Regions from separate parts of the Pan troglodytes genome. Here region 2 is linked to region 1. Evidence: chromatin contacts called from public HiChIP or PLAC-seq data. All regions are on one chromosome and are shown on one strand. The core of a region is the stretch at or near the end of the contact, and the rest is flanking DNA. Distances in the headings are between cores, read along the strand shown.

What was found. HiChIP or PLAC-seq counts read pairs in DNA pulled down with a chosen protein or histone mark.
Region 2: an H3K4me3 HiChIP or PLAC-seq map of stem cell-derived excitatory neurons shows a contact between it and region 1, with 10 times the contacts expected there. The contact joins the promoter of ADM here to the promoter of WEE1 in region 1. A contact is called at or near these places in 1 of 7 Hi-C or Micro-C datasets (stem cell-derived neural progenitor cells) and 1 of 1 datasets of contacts at active chromatin or transcription factors (stem cell-derived excitatory neurons).

The regions. Positions count from the first base shown.
Region 1 is chr9:13,723,339-13,728,599 of NHGRI_mPanTro3-v2.0_pri, forward strand. WEE1 (WEE1 G2 checkpoint kinase) reads left to right here and starts at 2,509. Exons shown (of 12, transcript XM_016920362.4): 1 at 2,509-3,230; 2 at 4,642-4,847; 3 at 4,983-5,046; 4 at 5,241-5,261. The coding sequence starts at 2,655.
Region 2 is chr9:14,451,596-14,456,856 of NHGRI_mPanTro3-v2.0_pri, forward strand. ADM (adrenomedullin) reads left to right here and starts at 3,073. Exons shown (of 4, transcript XM_001169702.6): 1 at 3,073-5,261.

The sequences.
Region 1 (5,261 bases), core at 1,259-3,758:
GGAGGGTGAGGTGGGAGGATCTCTTGAGCCTGGGGAGATCGAGGCTACAGAGCCGTGATTGCACCACTGTACTCCACTTTGAGACAGGGTGGACAGAGTGAGACCCTGTCTCAAAAAATAAAAATTTTAAAAAAAGGAGTGGCAGGAGGGGAAGTGTTGGAGCAAGGGTTCTGAAAATCACTCCTTGGCTTTGGCCACTGTGGATCATTGACTAACTCTCCTTCTACAAGTCTAGAATTCTTGTCCTCCAAGAGCTTAAAATTAAGTTTGCATGACCATATGAAAAACACATTTATACACCAGTTAGCAAATGTTAGGAGAAAAGACAGCTGTTGATCCTTCACTGTGTCTTCAGTTGTGTGATCTCAGGAAATTCCCGATTTGATGTGTTAAGTACTACCGTGTGTTTCAAGAAAAATTCAGCTTGAGTTTATTTAGCCTTTGAAAAGCATTAGAACAACATATATGACAAAGTGTTAATATGCATAAAGTGCTAACAATAAGAAAAATAGGCAATAGAAATAAATGTAAATTATCATTAAACCCATGACAACTGTTCAACAATATGAATCAAAACAACAAAACCACATCAATGAACATCCACTGATGTCCTGAATTCACAGAGTGTGCTCTAATCCACCGCTAGTGAGAATGTATTGTGTTTCTGGAGGGGGAGTTTGCCAGTTTATATCCTTTGACTGAGGAATTCTAACTCCAGGGAGGTAGCCAAAAGAATATTTTAAAAAGGCCAGGCGCGGTGGCTTACGCCTGTAATTCTAGCACTTTGGGAGGCCGAGGCGGGCGGATCACCTGAGGTCAGGAGTTTGAGACCAGCCTGCCAACATGGTGAAACTCCGTATTTTGCATTTTGTAAAAATACAAAAATTGGCCAGGCCTGGTATGTGCTTGTAATACCAGCTACCCGGGAGACAGGAGAATCGCTGGAACCCGAGAACCCGGGAGGTGGGGGCTGCAGTGAGCCGAGATCGCGCCACTGCACTCCAGCCTGGGCGACAGAGCGAGACTCCGTGTCGAAAAAAAAACAAACAAAACAAAAAACATGGAGAAAGAAGCATATACACCACGGGGTTATTTACAACAGAAAAGTGGAAGAGGCCGGGAGCGGTGGTTCACGTCTGTAATTCCAGCACTTTGAGAGGCCGAGGCGATCACTTGAGATCAGGAGTTGGAGACCAGCCTGGCCAACATTGGGAAGTTCGTCTCTACTAAAAATACAAAAATTAGCCATGTGTGGTGGCGGCCGCCTGTAATCCCAGCTACTCGGGTGGCTGAGGCATGAGAATCGCTTGAACTCTAAAGGCGGAGGTTGCAGGTTGTAGTGAGCCGAGATCGTGCCACTGCACTCCAGCCTGGGTGACAGAGCAAGACCCCGTCTCAGAAAAAAAAAAAAAAGAAAGAAAGAAAGAAAGAAAAAAGAAAATTGGAAGGAACGTGTAAGTGCATTAAGGGACAGATTAAATCAGTTTAACGAAGCACTAGGGAAATTTTTTAAAATTGCGTTTGAGTTTGCCGCGAGCCGGGCCAATCGGTTTTGCCAACGCATGCCTACGTGCTGGCGAACAAATGTAAACACGGAGATCGTGTGCTGGGCACTTGGTTTCGTGGTGGGCAACTGTGCTGCTGTTTCTTTTGGCCGCGGACAAGGTCGGCAGAGGTGGACCCCTGCTTGGGAGAGCTCTTCTCGCTGTGCTGACACCCGCCCCTAACAGTCACCCACCCCGGGGAAATAATGGGGCTCGGAGGCCTCCTCCCAGCCAGTGTCCAGCCTAAGCACATCGGCTCCCGCAGTTCAGAAAGGTCCGGAGGCCCGAGTCACCATTTCCGGCTCAGACCTCGACCCGGAATGTGGCTGCCCACTGCCACGCCCACTCCGCCCCAGTGGCTCGCCCCAGGGGACGAGGGGCAAGAAGTGGCCTCCGAGGGCAGCGGCCGAAGGCCATTCGGTCCCTGGCTCTTCCCAGCTCGCAGAGACCCGGAGGCGCTGCCCGGCCGCCTGCCCCTCTTCAGATCCCCCAGCACCGGAGGAGCAGCGAGGGGGCTGCGTCCAGGCCGGCTTTCGGGTCGGCTTAGGCGAATCCAGCTCTCTTTTGCCCCTCCCAGAAGGCCCAGCCCCGTCCGGGCGGTGTTCGGGCGGTGCCGGGCCGGGCCCCCCGCCGCCCCAGGCTCGCTCATAGGCCCGGAACACCACAGCCCGCCCAGACTTGGCTGGCGCCGAGCCGGGGGTGGAGCCAGCGGGTTCCCGCCAAAATCGCGTAGCTGGTCCTTCCCCCGCGGGCTACGTCGCGCCCTCCTTTTTTTTTCAAACCCGGAGCTGCGCTGGGATTGGTGGACTGGGCACTCACGTGGTTAACGGTCGCGGGAAGCCGCGGAACCCGAACCTGAGACTGGACCTGAGGAGACCTCAGCCTCGGTGCTCGGGCCGCCCCGCCTCCGCCGGAAAGTCCGCGCCGCCGCTGCCGCCACCGTCCGCGGCCCGAGCGCCCCGGACCGCAGGCCGCCGCCGCCGCGCAGAGACGCCGTGACTGCGACTAGGCGCGCCCAGCCGCACGTGGCGGACCCGCCCCCGGGCCCGCCGTGTCCTGGACCCCGCAGGCCTCCGCTCTCCTGTCCTCGGCCCCGTCCCCAGGGCCGCGATGAGCTTCCTGAGTCGACAGCAGCCGCCGCCACCCCGCCGCGCCGGGGCGGCCTGCACCTTGCGGCAGAAGCTGATCTTCTCGCCTTGCAGCGACTGTGAGGAGGAAGAAGAAGAAGAGGAGGAGGAGGGCAGCGGCCACAGCACCGGGGAGGACTCGGCCTTTCAAGAGCCCGACTCGCCGCTGCCGCCCGCGCGGAGCCCCACGGAGCCCGGGCCCGAGCGCCGCCGCTCGCCCGGGCCGACCCCCGGGAGCCCCGGCGAGCTGGAGGAGGACCTGTTGCTGCCCGGCGCCTGCCCGGGCGCGGACGAGGCGGGCGGTGGGGCGGAGGGCGACTCGTGGGAGGAGGAGGGCTTCGGCTCCTCGTCGCCGGTCAAGTCGCCGGCGGCCCCCTACTTCCTGGGTAGCTCTTTCTCGCCGGTGCGCTGCGGCGGCCCCGGAGATGCGTCGCCGCGGGGTTGCGGGGCGCGCCGGGCGGGCGAAGGCCGCCGCTCGCCGCGGCCGGACCACCCGGGCACCCCGCCGCACAAGACCTTCCGCAAGCTGCGACTCTTCGACACCCCGCACACGCCCAAGGTGAGAGCGGCGGGCGCGGGCACCCAGCGGCCGGGGCCCCGGGCCCGCGCCGACCCAGCCTTTTAAAAAGGCCGCGGCGCCGGAGCCCAGCGCCGCTGCCCGGCTTCGGTTACATCACCGGCCGGCCGCTCCCCCCTCGCTTGCCTGCGCCGCCCCCCAGAGTTGGCAGCCCTTGTTTTTGGCCCTGCCCCGAGGTTGTCCGTTGAGATTATGTAACCGAACAATGGGCCTCGTCGGGAACTTCATCTTACAAAGGGGCCGATCGGCCCGTCCAGGTGGCCAAGGATTTGCCGCCTGTTGAGTCCGGGCCGCCCCGAGCGTGTCGGCCCCGAGTGCGCACCGATAACGCGGTTTGCGAGGACGCTGGAGGGTGCTGGCCCGGCCGCCTGACACTCCCGAGCCGTATGATGCCTTTTAAACGCGGCGATCGGGCCTGTAATTTGGGCGGCGCGGGCAGAAGGAGTTTAAAGAAAAATAATTGTCCTGCCCTGATCGTGCCGTGTCGTGTGGCGTGGATGGGGGAGAGGTCTGGGGCATGCAGGGAGACTACGCTTGGACTTGGGAGTACAGGCTGGCCTTCCAAGCATTTCCAGTCCTGCAGACTCATCCGTAAGTCCAGGTAGCACTGAGGCCTCTTTCTGGACAAGGTCTTGGCCTAGCATTTGTTTTTATCGTGGGTTTGCGGTGCCCAGAGTTTGGCCGGCCTCCGTGTGATTAGGAACATCCTACCGTAGATAAGGTATCTTAAAGAAGGAGGTGTTCAGCACCTGTGTTTTGAATGGCCTTCGAGTACTGTGCAGATTACCACTTTTAAAACTGCAGATTTTAAAGCTGATACTTCCAGAGATTAAGACAAGCCTCGCATTTGTAAGGTTAACATGGAAGACGCACCTTTTCAAGTGAGTTTGTTTTGTTTTCAATGTACTGTTTGTCATCAGCCTAGGCAATCTGTGTGCTTTTGAGCTTTACTGTTTATTGGCCGACTTGCTCAAGGCAAAATCCCTCTGGAAGTGAGGGGAGGAGTCCAGCGGAGGTGGCTATCGAAGCCCTATCTAGATGCGGGAGGGGAGATTTTATGGGGCTCTCAGACTGCTTTCTGTTTTTGGATGGGTTGAAAGAATTTGTTAACTTTTAGCCACTAGAATGAACTTAGTTTTAGGCCGCATTTATATTCTTTTTAGGGTTAGAGGCAGATTTTACTTGGCTATTTTTTTCAAGAAAAGATAGTTAATACCCAGCTTCAGTCTTCCTAAATTAGCCGCAATTTATTTTGCTTGAACTCTAACAAAGGCTTGTGTGTTGCTTTCACCTACGCATTCAGCCCTATGAAAGGCTCGTTGAAGGTTAGGTTGAGAAGGCTGACTATAGGACTTGGATCCTAAAAATTGTATTTGTATTTTTCTTTCCCTAGAGTTTGCTCTCCAAAGCTCGAGGAATTGATTCCAGCTCTGTTAAACTCCGGGGTAGTTCTCTCTTCATGGATACAGAAAAATCAGGAAAAAGGGAATTTGATGTGCGACAGACTCCTCAAGTGAATATTAATCCTTTTACTCCGGATTCTTTGTTGCTTCATTCCTCAGGACAGTGTCGTCGTAGAAAGAGAACGTATTGGAATGAGTAAGTCGTTTATTTAACAATTTGGTTCTCCAAATAACCTAAGATTGGTTTGGTATACTTATCAAAATTTAGTTCCTATTTAATGGCATGGATGTATCTGTCCGATATATTGATAGAAAAATACATTTTTTTTAGTTCCTGTGGTGAAGACATGGAAGCCAGTGATTATGAGCTTGAAGATGAAACGAGACCTGCTAAGGTAAATAGCTTTTTATTTTTATTTTTTTGAAATTTACTTTTCTACCACTTAAGGCATGCTATGAATATGTTAAATAAGCATTAACACATAAGGTAGAATGGTTTTTAAATTTCACACATAGCCCTATCACCATAGCAAAAAATAATTGTTTTCGTATATTTGTATTACATATATGGAAACACTTTTTATTACAGAGAATTACAATTACTGAAAGC
Region 2 (5,261 bases), core at 1,823-4,322, 730 kb after region 1:
TTCTAATCTATCTACCACATTCCATAGCCAAAACGATTGTTTAAATAAATGTATATCAGATCATGTCTCTCCTGTCTTCAAACCTGTCAATAGTTTTCCATGTCACCATAAATAAAGTGCAAAATCTTCATGTCGGAAAGGGTCCTATTTACTCTGACCCTGATGACCTCTTTAATCTCATTTCAGGCCTCTTTTCTCCATCATTCTATGCATTCCTATCAAACAGGACTCCTTTCATTTTTTCTAATGTACCAAGTTCTTTCCCATCTCTGAGTGTTTGCACATGCTGTTTCCTCCATTTCGAATATTAGATCCCCCTAGTCTTGCTTTTTCCTTCAGAATACTTAACACAGTTTATAATCATGTAAATACATAATTCTGATAAGGATTTGTTTATATCTGGCTACGTCACTAGGCTGTAAGCTCATTGAGGGTAAGTTTGTTGATGACTGCATTGGTGATTACTGTATGTTGAGAACTTAGCACAGTGCTGGGTATATAATATATAATCAGTAAATATTTGTTGAAAGAATGAAAAAACTATCAATTCATTCAGGCTTATACATCAGAATTGCTTCTTGGCTGAGCACAGTGGCTCATACCTGTAATCCTAGCACTTTGGGAAGCCAAGGCGAGTGGATCTCTTGATATCAGGAGTTCAAGACCAGCGTGGGCAACATGATAAAACCACATCTCTATAAAAAGAAAAATATATATATAAATATATATACATATATAAAATAATTGCTTCTTTCCAGGTGCTTCTAATCTGATATCACAGGATCCCTACCTGGAGACAAGTAGCATGATGGTTGCTTTCATTAACACCATTCTCTTTGGCTATGGATGATTCAAATGGCCTAATCATCTCTTTTATCATCCATTCATTAATGCCATTTATTGTGCCCTCTGTAGCAAATTTCTCTTGAAGTAATTTCATTTTGTCCTGTTACAGGTATTATTGTAACAAGCTTCTTTAGGTTTACTACTTTCTCTTCTCTCTCTCTTTTTTTTTTTTTCTTTGTAGGGATGGATTTTTGCCATGTTGCCAGGCTGGTCTTGAACTCCTGAGCTCAAGAGATCCACTCGCCTCAGCCTCCCAAAGTGCTAGGATTACAGGCACGAGCCACTGTACTGGACCATCTCTTCTCTTTCATTTGTTCTGCAGTAATTTACCTTATTTAAGCTTCAGGGAGGTTTGCCTTCTGGCTTTACCATGTACAAGAACTGACTGTTACTCTCTGCCTGTTTTGTACAGGAGCACAAAAATGAGGCAGCAAACGCATTACTTTTCTTTATGCTGATGCTCTGGAAAATATTATGCCCTAAAGAGGGAGGTTAACTGTCCTCCTTGCCCTTACCACTATAAACCAGACAGAAATTTAAAATATGGAAACAGTGTTTTTTATTCTGTGTCAGGGTTTTAAACTTGGTCAACCTCCCGGAACTGTATGCCTATTTTATACTTTAATTGGTTTATGTACATGTTCATTTTTCTGGAAAGGATCTATATTTTTATTAGGTCCTTAGAGAAGTCAGAGATCCCAAAAAAGTGCCCTGGGCTTTGTATCCTGCTTTACTTCTCCTTGTAAGTGATCAAATCCACAAGGCTGATTGTGTTCTTTCTCTAAATCACTTTATGTTATGACTTCAGGATGCATCTTGAACTTTGTTTTCAAGTGAACTTTGTAAACAAGTCCTCAGCTTAAAAGACATTTTGAACTATATTAATAATAAATGCATCATAAAATTTCCTGTTTGATAAAGGAGGCATCTGAGATAATTATGCAATGCACTTAGCTACTCACATTTTAGTTATTCTTATTAATATCATTGATATTTATTATTTTTCAATGCTTCTCTGAAAGACCTGAGTATGGCCACTCTGGCTTTAAGAACTGTGTCCACAGTGCTAGCTGAGAAACCACTACCACATATTTTTTTAAACTCCAAACTTTACTAAGAATCAGGCTTGGATATAGGGCCTAAAAATCATTCAATTGGAATGTGAAGAAGTTGAAACACCATTACGCAAAAACCCTTTAGCATATGTGTATGTGTGTCTCCCTAATGTCAGGATGTACACATTTATTACAGTGGTTTGGATGTTTATTTGTAATCTGACCTTTTGAAATTCTGGAGCACACAAAAAAAGTAGATCTTCATTAACAAGGATTTTTTTTTCTTTTTCTTTTCTCTTTTCTTGCCAGAAACTTTAAAGATGTTTCTTCCTTCACTTCCTTCCTTCCTTGTACTGTCCTTGCTCAACGTGAATCTACAATCACTGCCACTTGAATGGATGCAACTTATGTTAATAAATCACCAGGATCAGAACTCCCACTGCAGCATTTCCTTCTCCATAGAACCATTGAACCAGAAATGCATTCTAGTGTTTTTTTTTGTCGTTAACGATGATTAATTAAACAAACTCGAGATTTCACGAGAAAAAACATAGATGCCCAGATTTAACAAATTCCTTATCTTTTTTCGACTTAAACCCACGACGCTTTGGGGAGCACTCTAGCCCCTGCTACTCACCCATGCAAGCGGAGTGCGCGCTCGCGCACACTCTCACACACTCCAAGATAGGGGCTTTCTAGGAAAATACTTTGAGCTGCCAATCCAAGATTTTACTTAAAGAATTGACTTGGTTCTCAAGTGACAGATCTCTAAGTGCCAGAGCGGCAAAGTGCACCAGGCTGATAAGGTGCATGCCAAGACTCTCAGGTGGGAATTCTTGTCACAGCCAAGAGGTTGCTGGCATAGGCACCCGAGGCTGGCAGAGCCTAGCCTCTGAGTCTCCCTACACTCCTGGGCTTGCTTTCCTTTTTGAAGCCGCCTGCAGCTCAAAGAGGAGTTTGAACCAAGGGCACTGGCTTCGCGATCCTCCTGGCAGAGCCACAGCTCAAGTTTCCCCACGGAATCACGAGCTTTTGTAAAGGGCAGCGAGGTGGCAGCGAGTTACAGTCGCAGAGTTCTCTGGAGAACGAACACCCCCGCCGCGCCCCACCCCCCAGGACTGGTGGAGACTGGAAGGAACGAGTCCAGACCACGGGACCTTCCCTGGCCGTGGGCCGACGCCTAGCTGTCCTTGACCTCCCCAGCAGTCGGAGGCGCGCGCGGGAGAAATGAAAGTAAAACCTGTCCTGGCGCGGAACCAAGTGGAAGCTGGCGACAAGTAGGTCGCATCCTCAGAGCGACTGATAGCCAGTCCTGGATCTGCGCGAAGAGCTTGACTCGCAGAGGATAAAGTGAAAGGAAAAGGAAATGGGAGACAAGGGAGAAGAACAATAGTTAGGCTGGGGAGGCTCCTGGTCACCGAGCAGGCGTTCAGTAATAGCTGCTGTCTGCGGTGCAGACGGACTAGTCGCCCGGCCAGGCCACTGCGGTGACTGCCCTGCGCCCAGCCGGGCGGCCGGATCCAGACCAGTGCGCCGCGCTGCACTCCTCTAACCCTCCGCGTCCCAACCCCTTACCAGGGCCAGGGTCAGGGCCCGGAATCTGTCCTCCGTCCTCAGATGGAATTCAGGTCCGCTCAGGTGACTCCTTCCAGGAAGAGTCCTTAAATAACTTCCGCGCGGCCATTTCTTCCCCAGGTGCAATGTCCACTGTTGAGTCCCGAGAGTGAAAAGGCAGCTAAGCCAGCAGTGCGCGGCCCAGACAGACCACTCTGGGCAAGGTCCGCGCGACCCACTGCCCAGCCGCCTTTGCACCGGAGCTCAGAGCCATATGGCAGAGTAGGAAGGAAGCTTAAACGTCTGCTGGGGACCGGCTCTAAGATGGGGACTCGAGAGATGGGACATGACTCGCCCACCTTCACACAGCGAATTGCCGGGAGGTGAGGACTAGAAACCTGTTTGGCTAGTGGTCTCGCACCTTTGGCCTCTCCGTCGAGTCGCTGGGCTTCAGGACATTCGATTAGAGGAGTAGTTAGTAGGACCCCAGAAACCCACAAGCAAGAAGCAGGAAGCCCCGTGGCTTAGCCTTTCCTTCCCAGTTTGGCCCCCAGGAGAGAAGTAAGAAAGAGAAGAAGCTGTGATGAAAGAGCACAAACGGGTGGCAAACGTGTTTAGCGTGATTCATCATGAACAGGCACAAATTCTTAGGGCGGGGGCTAGGACTCTCCTTTGCCCCTTGAGAAGTTGGTGACCCCAGCCTAGAGGAATCCACGCCGCGCCCCAGTCGGCCGTGCTAGCGTGTCGGGCCGAGTAGGGACTCTGCTGCTTCCTACCTGCAGGGTGACTTCCCCTCTCTGCAGATACCTCCCCTCTCTGAGCTTGAATTTTCTACCTGCTGAAATGGGAAAAGGAATGTTACCTTCCTTGCCTGACTCAAGGGTGGGTGTGAAGCTCAAAGTAGACTGGGATGTGGCCGTGCTTGGTAAATTGTAAAATGATTAGCATACGTGAAGCGTTAGTGTGCTCCCTGGCAGTCAGTCCTCACGTTTACGATGGATTAATGAAGGCAGCCAGGCACAATCTCAGGTTATGACCTTATAAGGCATAATAGGATTACAAGGAGGCAAAATGAAACAGTATATTTCCTCCTAATTTTGGTTATTCCTATGTTTCCAAATAGAAATGAAAATTCTGAAATTTCAGATAATTCCCCCCTCCAAATCCCAATTCTCAATTTAGCTTTTCTGAGCCTTGTCCCTACTGTGAAATCTTACTAGCTCACCCCGAAACGCCGGGGTCTTGGTCCTCTGGGGGACTAGTGAGTCCTGCTCCTCTCGGCTTTGCTCCGTCCCTGCCCCGGCCCCTCCGCGGGAGTCTGGGGTCGCGGCCCGGTCAGGCGCCAAGCCGGCAGGGGGCGCGGTCCACTTGAGGCCACAGATCCCCAGGTCCAGGGCTCGGGCCATCCGCGCTGTCCCTCCCGCGGGCTCTTGCTGTTCTTCGCCAGGAGGCTTTGCACTCCGGGCCGCATGGGTCCTGGATAAGGACCTCAAGAGGTTGTAGTGGCGCCCCTTCGCTCCGGCGTACTATCTGAACCCTGTGCCCAAAGAGGGCTGTGGCAGTTCCTGCACCAACCGCCTGGAGCGCATACCTAAGCCCTCTGGGCACGAGGGACCTCCTCTCCCCCCCTCCCCCCTCCCCCCATCCCAACTCCAGCCCCAAAGGAAGCAATGCGCGCGTCCGAGAGCAGGAGCGCGCGTGGCTGAGGAAAGAAAGGGAAGGCAACCGGGCAGCCCAGGCCCCGCCCCGCCGCTCCCCCACCCGTGCGCTTATAAAGCACGGGAACCAGAGCTGGCCACTCAGTGG